3 separate regions of the Mus musculus genome follow, and all the other regions are linked to region 1. Evidence: chromatin contacts called from public HiChIP or PLAC-seq data. All regions are on one chromosome and are shown on one strand. Each heading gives the region's core, a stretch centred on a gene start, on an enhancer-like site or on the middle of the called end of the contact. The rest is flanking DNA. Distances are from core to core; before and after follow the strand shown. Region 1 overlaps Rnd3 (Rho family GTPase 3). Region 2 has its middle 28 kb from the start of Gm32434. Region 3 has its middle 71 kb from the start of Gm32434.

The links. HiChIP or PLAC-seq counts read pairs in DNA pulled down with a chosen protein or histone mark.
Region 2: a contact with region 1 is called in an H3K4me3 HiChIP or PLAC-seq map of forebrain, with 5 times the contacts expected there. The contact joins two enhancer-like sites. A contact is called at or near these places in 2 of 39 promoter capture datasets (frontonasal cranial neural crest and second pharyngeal arch cranial neural crest), 5 of 484 Hi-C or Micro-C datasets (cerebral cortex, forebrain, nephron progenitors and 1 more) and 16 of 115 datasets of contacts at active chromatin or transcription factors (bone marrow-derived macrophages, craniofacial prominence, embryonic forebrain and 7 more).
Region 3: an H3K4me3 HiChIP or PLAC-seq map of embryonic limb bud shows a contact between it and region 1, with 2.8 times the contacts expected there. The contact joins two enhancer-like sites. A contact is called at or near these places in 5 of 39 promoter capture datasets (the 3T3-L1 cell line, 3T3-L1-derived adipocytes, the HPC-7 cell line and 2 more) and 2 of 115 datasets of contacts at active chromatin or transcription factors (embryonic limb bud and neural progenitor cells).

Annotation. Positions count from the first base shown.
Region 1 is chr2:51,138,728-51,142,146 of GRCm38.p6, reverse strand. The region is part of intron 2 of Rnd3 (Rho family GTPase 3); the gene reads left to right. Among named protein-coding and RNA genes, the nearest start is that of Rnd3, 8.7 kb to the left of the region's middle. Within about 2 kb of position 1,491, at least 183 of the 459 cell types and tissues checked have an H3K27ac peak or open chromatin away from gene starts, as enhancers often do.
Region 2 is chr2:51,464,418-51,467,471 of GRCm38.p6, reverse strand. No RefSeq gene overlaps it. Among named protein-coding and RNA genes, the nearest start is that of Gm32434, 28 kb to the right of the region's middle. Within about 2 kb of position 1,626, at least 13 of the 459 cell types and tissues checked have an H3K27ac peak or open chromatin away from gene starts, as enhancers often do.
Region 3 is chr2:51,507,292-51,510,803 of GRCm38.p6, reverse strand. No RefSeq gene overlaps it. Among named protein-coding and RNA genes, the nearest start is that of Gm32434, 71 kb to the right of the region's middle. Within about 2 kb of position 2,138, at least 10 of the 459 cell types and tissues checked have an H3K27ac peak or open chromatin away from gene starts, as enhancers often do.

The sequences.
Region 1 (3,419 bases), core at 242-2,741:
GCCACCTGAACTTATATCCACCTGTGCATCTGCACTGCCCCCAGAAATAGAGAACACTGAGTTTTTCTAGAAACACCTATCTGCCCATATCTTTTCATAAGAGCTCTTCATAATATATAAGAGTTTGATACAAATGAAAGACAACTGCTGGACCAAGTGGTGATGGCTAACTGGGTCCTGATGTTTGCAATGTAGGTGTAGTTGAGGAATAACTGAGGTTTATATTGAAACAGAGTCTCAAGGTCTTGTCCAGACTTGAATCACATTCCTGAGCCGACTTCTCTTGTACAGCTCCCCTTCCAGCCATGGCCTCTCGTGCTGCTTGCTTCCCCTGTGCTTTTAATGAACACTTAAAGTAACAAATTTTACTGTGTAATTTCTGCCCAAAGTATCCACTATTCCTAACTTCCTTATCTTGGTAGCAATTCCTTATAGGAAAAACTTTCGACTTACTTTTTTAAGTGTAAGGTATCACACTTTTTAAAAGATTCAGTGAAGAGGATTTTTCAGTTTGCAGACTTTAGAAAGGTAAAGTTTTAGTATTTGAGCTGGTTTTGCAACAGGTCCAAAGGTCTCCCTTTTAGGCACGGCTCTTGGTCCATATATGTTTAATCATGTACATATATGGTATGCTGTATCTCTGCATCGGGGTGACTTCAGCAGGCAGGTATGTGTTTGAAGAATTAGTTTCTAGGTGAGGCACTTTGTGACTCTTCTTGGGCTGGAAATTTTCCTCTCAGTCCAAATTAATGATCTTGAAGACAGAGATGGGGTAGACCTGCAATTTCAAAAGTCTGTCAGAACTTTTCTGATGTTTGCCAAACTCGAGCAACAAAGAACCCCCAATGCATGCTTATTCTAATCCAAGCCTGGATAAAGCCTTTCAGCTTCGAGAGGGGATGGGTGGACCTTTCAGCTGCGGGAGTGGGGCTGGAGTGGGGCTGGAGTGGGTGGACTTGGTCGGAGTGAGACACTTGCTTTGCATATAGTCCGGTTACAGCTTTATACTAAAACAGTTCCCTGCAATTTGCCAATGGAGAGTTTGGTAGGTTATTTAAAGGGGGGCCTTAAGTGCAGTGCTGTGTCTTTAAGGACGATGCTGCCCTGGAAATGTCCCTATGCAGGAAGCCCCTTCTACAAGCCAAGGAAGTTTTATTTGACAAGCAAAGCTTCATCCTTAGATTTATTGGATTTTAACTCTGGTACATTCTTAGGTACTGAAGTGTAGGCTGAGCACACGAGGACCCACTGTGTTTGAGCACACCGTAAAAACACGTTCAGTTAGCACCTTCCAACCTTAAACTAGAATCAATAGAAATTAGTATTTCTGAAAGCCTGCCTTCCCAAGGTGCCGAGGGACTTCTCCAGCTGCGGGATGCAGCAGGAATCCGGGGCTGGCTTTGTTCTCTCTTTGAGGGCTTACTCTCCACTGTTTGGAGTCTCCTGCGTCTCCGGGACTCCTCAGTTGACAGGGCATTCCTAGGATTCTTCCCACACATGCCTGTGGTGATCAGCCCTTAGCTTGCCGACTTCCTTTGTGCAGGTCACAGAGCTGATCACAGAAGAGAAGGGTCCCTCTTACCCAATGAACTGTGAGATCTTTCCTGTTAGAACAGTTTTCTAAGTTCACTTTCCTTACTCTGAAAAAAAATGGAGACAATAGTTTTGGGTGTTCCCCCTCCCCCCATCCAGGAAAAAAATCTTAACCTTAAGCTTTCAAAAAATAATGAATAAATTATCTTCTATGGCAAGTTACTCTTCTCGTTGGTGGTCGAATTACAGTTATGAGTTTGAGGATCTGTTTTATTAGCGCCCTTGGGCACTTGTTGATCAAAAAGCTGCATTGTTTACTGCTGGGGGCTGGACTGGGCTCAGATCAAAGTCCTGCTCTTAATTAGATCTTGTTAAAGCGCCTAGGAGTTACCTCTTTACCTCCAAGCTTGGTGGCTGATGTCTCATGAAGCGTTACACTACATATGTATTTTCATCCAAACTGTTAAACCAAATAAAAACAAAGGCAGAAACAGGCCTCCATGAGAATCTTGTAATCTTGTTTAACTCGAAGAGAACTGTTTCTTTTTAAAGTCAATCAAGAGAGTAAATTTCCCTCTTATTTGCATATAGTCACTGAGCACAAAAGCTGCCTTTCTTTCTTTTTTTTTTCTTTATCTTTTTTTTTTTTTTTTTTTTTTTTTTTTTGGAGGCAAGCAATCTCCAGCCTGTGACAGAGGGCTGAGCACAAAGCCAGATCCCTTTGTGGCCTTAAACTGGGTGGGGGAGGGGAAGCAGCCCACAAAAGGCGGGGTGTTCTCTGCAGCCACATGGTGACTGGAATGTTGCAACCCAGCCTCTGGATTTTTCCCAGCAGTCCCAAGTTTAATTAAATTAGTTTTGCCCCTTTGACTTCCTTCAGCCACCTTTGGAAAAGATGGTCTCCATTGTCCTGTAAATACTGCGCTCTGCCACTCTGTGCAGGCAGCGTCCTAAAGGAGCCTGGCACCTCCAGATTCTAATCATGTCCCATAGGTCTAGACTGGAGAGCATAAGACATGAGCTTTCTGACACCTGTTTGGCTTTACACAGTAGGCTGACTCTGACAGTGTAGGTCGGGTCAGGTCGTTGGAGCTAGCTTTGAAGAACAGAAGAGAGCCTCCTCTGTCCTCCTTTGAATTTCTTCTCTGTACAGTCTGGGATTTTTTGTGGCAGGCTATTAGGAAAGAGATATTCTAATGCTCACAGCAGCAGCTGTGCCAAAGTTAGACTTTGGACAGGCAAACAAGGAAGGTTACAGTGGAGAGAGTCAGAGCTGCAGAACTAATGTAAAATATCAGTGTATCCATAGAGGGTAAAGCCATCCCTTTCTGGTGCCTTTCAAGAAAAACTTAGGGTGAATTCTAAGTGTCCACCTTAGAGTTACTCTCACCTCTAATTTCTTCAAGTTGCTGAAAGGGTAGCCACTGCTTGTCATTTTTAGAAACACATTACATATTTTTCTTATTCATTTCAACTAAGGCCTTAGCTCTCTGGGAGTACCTTTCATTCAGGGTTTTTTACCTCACTTCCAGCCTCCCACAGGCCAGTGGGAGGCTGCTGACCTGTCTGAGAGCTTCTTAGCCTTTCTTCACTGCTGAGGCATTCCTTCCTGGTTCCTAGGACATCCGCATCTTCCTAGCTCAGCACACAGACTCTCCATCTCTAAAGCAGAACTGAGGTACACACAGTGCGGGTAGGGATTGCAGCGATGAGTGCCCAGAGCCTAGCACACACACACACTAACTACAATAACCTCTAGGAAGAGACAACAGACTCCTGAAGGCCAGATGTCTTTGTACTTTTTCTTTGAGACATTGTCTCTCTTGCTCAATGGAGAAGGAGCATGGAAATACTAGTGTACTCACATGGAGAGTTAAACAATCTTG
Region 2 (3,054 bases), core at 377-2,876, 330 kb before region 1:
CCACCGCTAGCTGCTCTCTGTTCTCCTTGACCTTGTTTGCTCCCTTGCTTTTCCTCTGTGTGGACTCATTCCCTCTTTGGCTCTCAGCCCTGGGGCGATGAGGTAAAATTTCCCTCATTCATGCTATAATAGCTCACATCTCCTTCTCTCTCTGATAACAAAGAGGAAGAATCCAGCTTGCTAGCTGTCCTTGTGCACACAAGGCTAGGAGAGAGCAAGACTGCTCTCTCCTGTGCACAGAAGGCACAGAGAGCAAGACCGCCCTCTCTACAAGTGTGCACACTAGAGACCACAGAGTGCTTCAAGGGAGAGAAGGGAATCTTGATGGTTTTGATCTTGTCATTATTTTCCATAGGTGTACAGCACAGTCTATCACAAAGCAATTTCTTCCTTTATATAATTTTATCTAGAAAAACGAGTGGGTCTGTGTCTGATGGTCCCCTTGACATTTACACGTAAAAGCTTAAATTATAATGACAATTTTCCCTTGTCTTTAGCAAAGTCGCCATTAATTAAGAACCCACAGGGTAAATTGGTAATGTCATTTCTCTAGTTTTCATTAGTGTTGACGTACAGTAATAAAATTTGCTGAAGACATTTATGAATCAGTGCTTTTCCAGCTGCAAGTGCTCCCCCATTGCTGAGGCTTCATTAAAACAGTTTTCATTCACAAGTGAGGAGAGATGAACTACTTCTTGGGGATCTATTTCTATTTGATTGCATAAACAACACTGCACACCTCTGATATGTATGCCTTGCATGTATATCAAATCTATACAAATAAAAAAGTGCATAGCTCTTTGTAAAACACTAAAAAGAACAGAAAGGCAGCTTGGACTTTCATGGTAACCTACAGTGGAACACCACTCAACAGCATGAAAAAGGGTTGGAGAAGTGGCCAAGCTGGTACAGGTACCTTCTGCTAATCTTGAAGACCTGAGCTGGACTTCTGAAACTCATGAAGGAAGCAAAGGATAAATTCTTGAGAATTTTCCTGATTTCCACACATGCACTGCAGCACACAGGCATGCAAATAATGTGATTCTAGAGAACTGGTTGCAAATTCTAATATCCAGACACCATAAACCGCCACGTTACTCTGCCCCTTGTAGGGGAACATTTCCCCCTTAACTCATCTGTAAGGAAAATTAAGTGACTGGCACTTTTTATTTTTGGATGTTCTGAAAAATCCCACCAATCAGGGTGAGAGTTCTTTAGAAAGCAGAGTCTGAGGTACAAGGAAAGAGATAGGCTCCTCTGTTCCATGTGTCCGCCCAGTTGCTTGACTGTGGATTCAGCTGTGTTAGCTGGCTTCAGAATTCCTCTTTGAGCAAATGTCTGATCCTCATGTATTAGTGTGTTAATGTGGATGCGAAAGTTGGCTCTCATGTTAGTCAAACCGTTTTCTTAAATTGCATACGTTCATTTTAGTAGAAGGGCTGATTCACTTTCTTAATGCGTTTGAATTGGAAGCAACCTGAAATGCTGTCCCAAGGTGAGAAGAAGCATAAAAAGGCATTACTTTATGAATCCCCCCGCCCAAATTCCACAGCAGAATGCTTGCCAAGCAATCTGACTCTAAGTAAATCCCCTTGGTGCTAAGAGTTTTAGTGAGCACATGCCTAAACCATTTGCATGAGAAGAGCAAATGCAGAGCACATGTTCTCAAACACGTTCATTTGAGAGCAACATGTATGCCAGAGCCAAGAATCTGAACACTGGCCGGAAACAAGAGAGGGTGTAAAACGTCCCTGTACAGAAATGTAACACTTGTCCATAATGTCTAAGGTCGTCTCTTCCAACAACGGGAAATTGGTTTAACGAATGAGAGGGGTGTGGCTTGCTGCAGGGCTTGGCTGTAGCAATTTGACTGCATGAGACAGATTTTGTAAAGTAGAAACTATTCTTGCACTTTCCACCATACCTAAAGCCACAAGGCAAGATTTCTGTTTTTGTTTATGGTGAAATAATCAGACTGTGGAGCAAATGCTTAAAATAACACCAAGACACAAAACAAAACAAAACAAAACAAAACACCATAGTTACATGACATTTCTAGGCTAATTAATTAATACTAAGATTCATTCAGAAGAAAGTTATTGATCTACTTCAAAGTTAGTAGAAGAGACAATGATACATTCATGGCAGACATGCCCTTTTGTTAAGATTTATGATTGGGAAGTATTATGATCAATAAAAATATTTTTACTTACTTAAGTGTCATCAGGCCAGGGTAGACATGAGGAGGTCAGAGGACTACTTTCAGGAGTTGCTTCCCTCCATCCACTATGGATCTCCAGTATTAAACTCAGGTCATCCAGCTCACACAGCTAGAGTGTTTATCTGCTGAGCCATCTCTCCAGCCCCACAATAAGATTTCTATTGTATATGGTGGAATCTGGAGTCCATTGATAAAACTGCAATTTGGATAAAGGGAATAAAGACCTTGATGGTCTTTATCAGGAAAGCACCATCCTATAGATATAGTGTTGCTGACTAACTTTGCTTAATACTATTCATTTTTGTTCCATTTTATGATAAGACATACTGCCAGTAAGTCTCCAGTGACCACTGTGTTTCCCCTGTGGCCAATTACACTTACTGTGAACAGAAACCCTCATGAGCTCTGATCATCTCAGTTCTAAGTAGGCAGTGGTGATGCAGAAGGCCAGAAAGATCCAGGTGTCAATTCCAGTTGGAGACAAAATATATCCTTGAATTTGGAGTAAGTCCAGAAACCTCAATTTATAAATACTATCTATCTTCAGGGATTGTGGTGGTGAAGCAAATGTGGGAGACAGTGCACCATGCTAGGCACTTGGTAACTATTAACTATTCTCTTTTCTGGTGAGCAGGGTAAGACAGGGTGATTAAAAACAAAGTAATGTGCTTCACATTTGATGGGCAGTGGGCCAAGCCCATTTGGGTGGTTAGGGTGGACAAAGCAGCCCTCTGCCTTCTCCCTGCAACGCATAACAGGTTCTCTGTCAGTTTGGGTTCTGCAAAGTCAGTTCTCACTGGTTCCAATTTTCTGTCCTCCAAAATAGCTCAAAT
Region 3 (3,512 bases), core at 889-3,388, 370 kb before region 1:
CTCCTTAACTTCGTAAATTGAAGTTTTTATTATGTGACTGTATTTGGAGATGGGTCCTTTAAAAATGAAGTGTAATTTAGGTTAGGTTAACCCTATGCAACTGGTGTTTCTACAAGAGAAGAATATGAAGACACAGATGATTATGGAGAGAAGACCTTATGAAAACATGGAATAAAACAGCCGTATAAACAAAGGGAGGGGCTTAAGAAGAACTGATATTTTCAATATAATCTCAGAGTTCTAGCTTAAGAATTGTTAAAAAATGAATTTCAGTTGTTAATGTCATGCAACTTCTGGAATTTTGTTACTGCACTTCCATCAAATTAACCTAAGTTGAGTGACTCAATAAGAAGCTACATTAAGCCGGGTGGTGGTTGTGGTGGCACACGCCTTTAATTCCAGCACTTGGGAGGCAGAGGCAGGCAGATTTCTGAGTTCGAGGCCAGCCTGGTCTACAAAGTGAGTTCCAGGACAGCCAGGGCTATACAGAGAAACCCTGTCTCAAAAAAACAAAAAACAAAAAAACAAAACAAAACAAAACAAAACAAAAAGCTACATTAATTAGTCTGTAGCAGAGTCTCTGCTCATACGAAGAATTCTAGTGTTTGGAAACCATTATAAAGTTGGGGTGAGTGTACATGAAGATACTTAAAATTACTAAGTAGAAAGTAATTACATAGGAAGGTCTGAGGTAAAGAGGATGAGAGACTGGAGAACTGGCCTTATAGATAGTGTTTCTAGCATAGGCCCAGGGTAGGGAAGGGACAAGCAAAGAGACCAGAGGTGACCATTTGGGAGACTAGAGGATAAAAGAGAGGGTTTAAGTATCCAACTGAAAGAAATATTGAAAAAGAAATAGGAGGGCCCATTTTGAATGGGAGATGAAAGTTGAGCAAGATCAAAACTAAAATGGTTTAATCATATGGGAACAACCTTGAGGTAGCTGATTTCCTGAGGCAGGGAGATGATAAAGCATGTGTCGTCGGCACAATAGTATTTCCTGAGAGAGTGGACCACAAAGCTGTGTCAACGGTGAGTAAAACTACACTTTCACAGATGAGGTGAGATCATAAATTCACCCAGCATAGTTTTGATGTTAGCAGCTGTAAGCTGCTATTCACTCTTAATGATTTTATTAGTTGGGCAAAGACAGACACGTGTGTTTGCAGCACGTAAGGACCTCTGACAAAAGACAGAAGCAGAGGAGAGGAGAAAGAGAGGCCAAGCTTTCTCTGTTATTATCCAGACAGGAGAGGAACAGCAGCGGACTATTTGATCCTTCTGACATTGTGCCACTCCTGATGTAGGCAGGGACCTTCAGTTTATGGAGGACTTTCACAGACATGACCTTAAATGACCTTTGCAACAGCTTTCTAAAAGAGGAACTGCAAGCCTTACTCTACAGATGAGAAAATTAAGATTTTGGTAGATCTGGTGCTGTTTGTCGTCAGACAGTGAAGTCCTTCAGGCTCCTTGCTTAGTTTAAAGCTTAGCGTTGACTTCAGTAGACCTAATTTGGATTGCTTCACTGCAGTGTTGAAATTCTCTGGAGTGGATAAAGTCCAGTTTGCCCCTTCCATAATACCATCATTGCTCTTTGCAGAAGCATTGAAATGGCTTCAAAGGCCCCCTTTATTTTCATTTACATCAAATGATACTACATAGCTAATATAATACTACAATCAATGCCACGCATCTTTGGCTCTTCAGCTTATTAAGAGTTTAGTCAAAAAAGAAAGTCCTAGAAATTCTACTTTGATCCAATTCTAGGAATTATTAATTCAGTTTAAAAGCATTAAAACTCCTCAGTCATAACCACGTTACAAGAAAGCTCAGGAGATTTGGGGTCACGTAGCCCAAGGTCAGGTACAATTCTGGTTGGGCACGGACTGGGTAGTTTTATTCACAGTTGGCATGGGTTTTAGGCAAATGGCCTGTATGCCCAAGGCCTTAGAGCAGAGCTTGGATACACTGTTCACAACACTTCATGAGCATAGAAAGATTTCAGATTGGGCTGTGTCTGATTTATATCTCAACAAAGAGAGAGACAGGCATTGTCAGCTAAGTGGCTAAATGAGCAACAGCTGAGTTGAAGGGCAAGCGTAGTAGATGGAGCTCATCCACAGACAGGCACCAAAGTATGGCTTTAAAAAGAGCAATTATGCGGGGCCTTTTTAGTACATTGTTGGGCTACTAGAGGCACTGTCTCCATCCTTACTTATTAGCGTGGAAAGTCTAATCCACAATGCCCTAAGGAAGGGTTCTTTGCTCAGAAATGTGGCATTCAGTTTCTGTAACTCTGCATGGAAATTCCTTTTAAAACTGTGCATTTCACAAAATGTAGTAATTGCCCTGGGGTGTAAAAAATTATGGAAGACGAGGGGGGTGATCACAAAGCCAGCATACGCACGAAGGAGAAAGAAGCACACAGAAACCTCATTGTTTCCGACTATCATCAAAAATAGGTCAGAAAACAAGTTCTGCTTTGATGTGAGATGTTTTCCTTTCCAGAGAATTCTGCGTAATGAAGTGTAACCTCAGCAAATGGAAACTGGAGTCAATAAAAAGCCAGAGAACTCATTACAGAAATAGTGTGGGAGAATTTGTTTCCAGGACATATTTTAGGAGAATCTCGATCCCCCGTGGCTTCTATCAAACTTTTTCTTAGTGTTACTCCTCTTTGAGGTAGGTTGATCTATTGAGGCAGATGTAGGCACATGGAGCAAATATTACTGAGTACGTATTCTCATGTCTGTGGCATAATTAAGAACTCCCTTATGCATGCCAGGCAGTGTGGAGAGGGTCTTGGTTTTCCGTCATAGAAGCTCGGTTCCGTTTCTACTTGTTAGATCTCCAGCTGGGTAATTTGTTTTTTCCTTAAATGTAAGATTTTCTATCTGTAAAATGAGAGTCATTTTTATTTGTTGTCATGGAGATGTGGGAAGCAAAGTATGTCAGAGATGATTATCTCTCAAAGTCATCATTAAATTCCCATAGGAGGCTGTGTGTCTGTATGTTCATGCGCACATTGCTATGGTGGTGGTGGTGGTGGTGGTGGTGGTGGTGGTGGTGGTGGTGGTGGTGGTGGTGGTGGAAGCAGTAGTGATTGTGTGTTTATGGGTTAGGGGGTACTGTTTCTTTGGATTTGGTTCTGGAGAGATGTTTTCTTCTATGGCTTCAGTTAGCCATGTAGAAGCCTTTCTTAGTACTGCCATTCAACCATGGCTGAAATTCTTAGCCTTCTATTCTCCATGTAACCTCTAGCCTTCCTTGTAAATAGTGACTGTTCTTTTTACCTGCACAGCCTCATGATTTGGATTCTGTCAGATTCTACTACTACTACTAACTACTGTCCTCTCATTCTGCCTATCAGAGAGCTCTAGATTCACATCCATTGATAATGTCAGCAACCATCGGCAGTTGCAATGGGCCTTCTCACTGGATCTGTACTGAACATACTTCTTAAGCTCCTCCTGGGATTATTGCATGATAGGCAAGATCTCTTTTGTAGT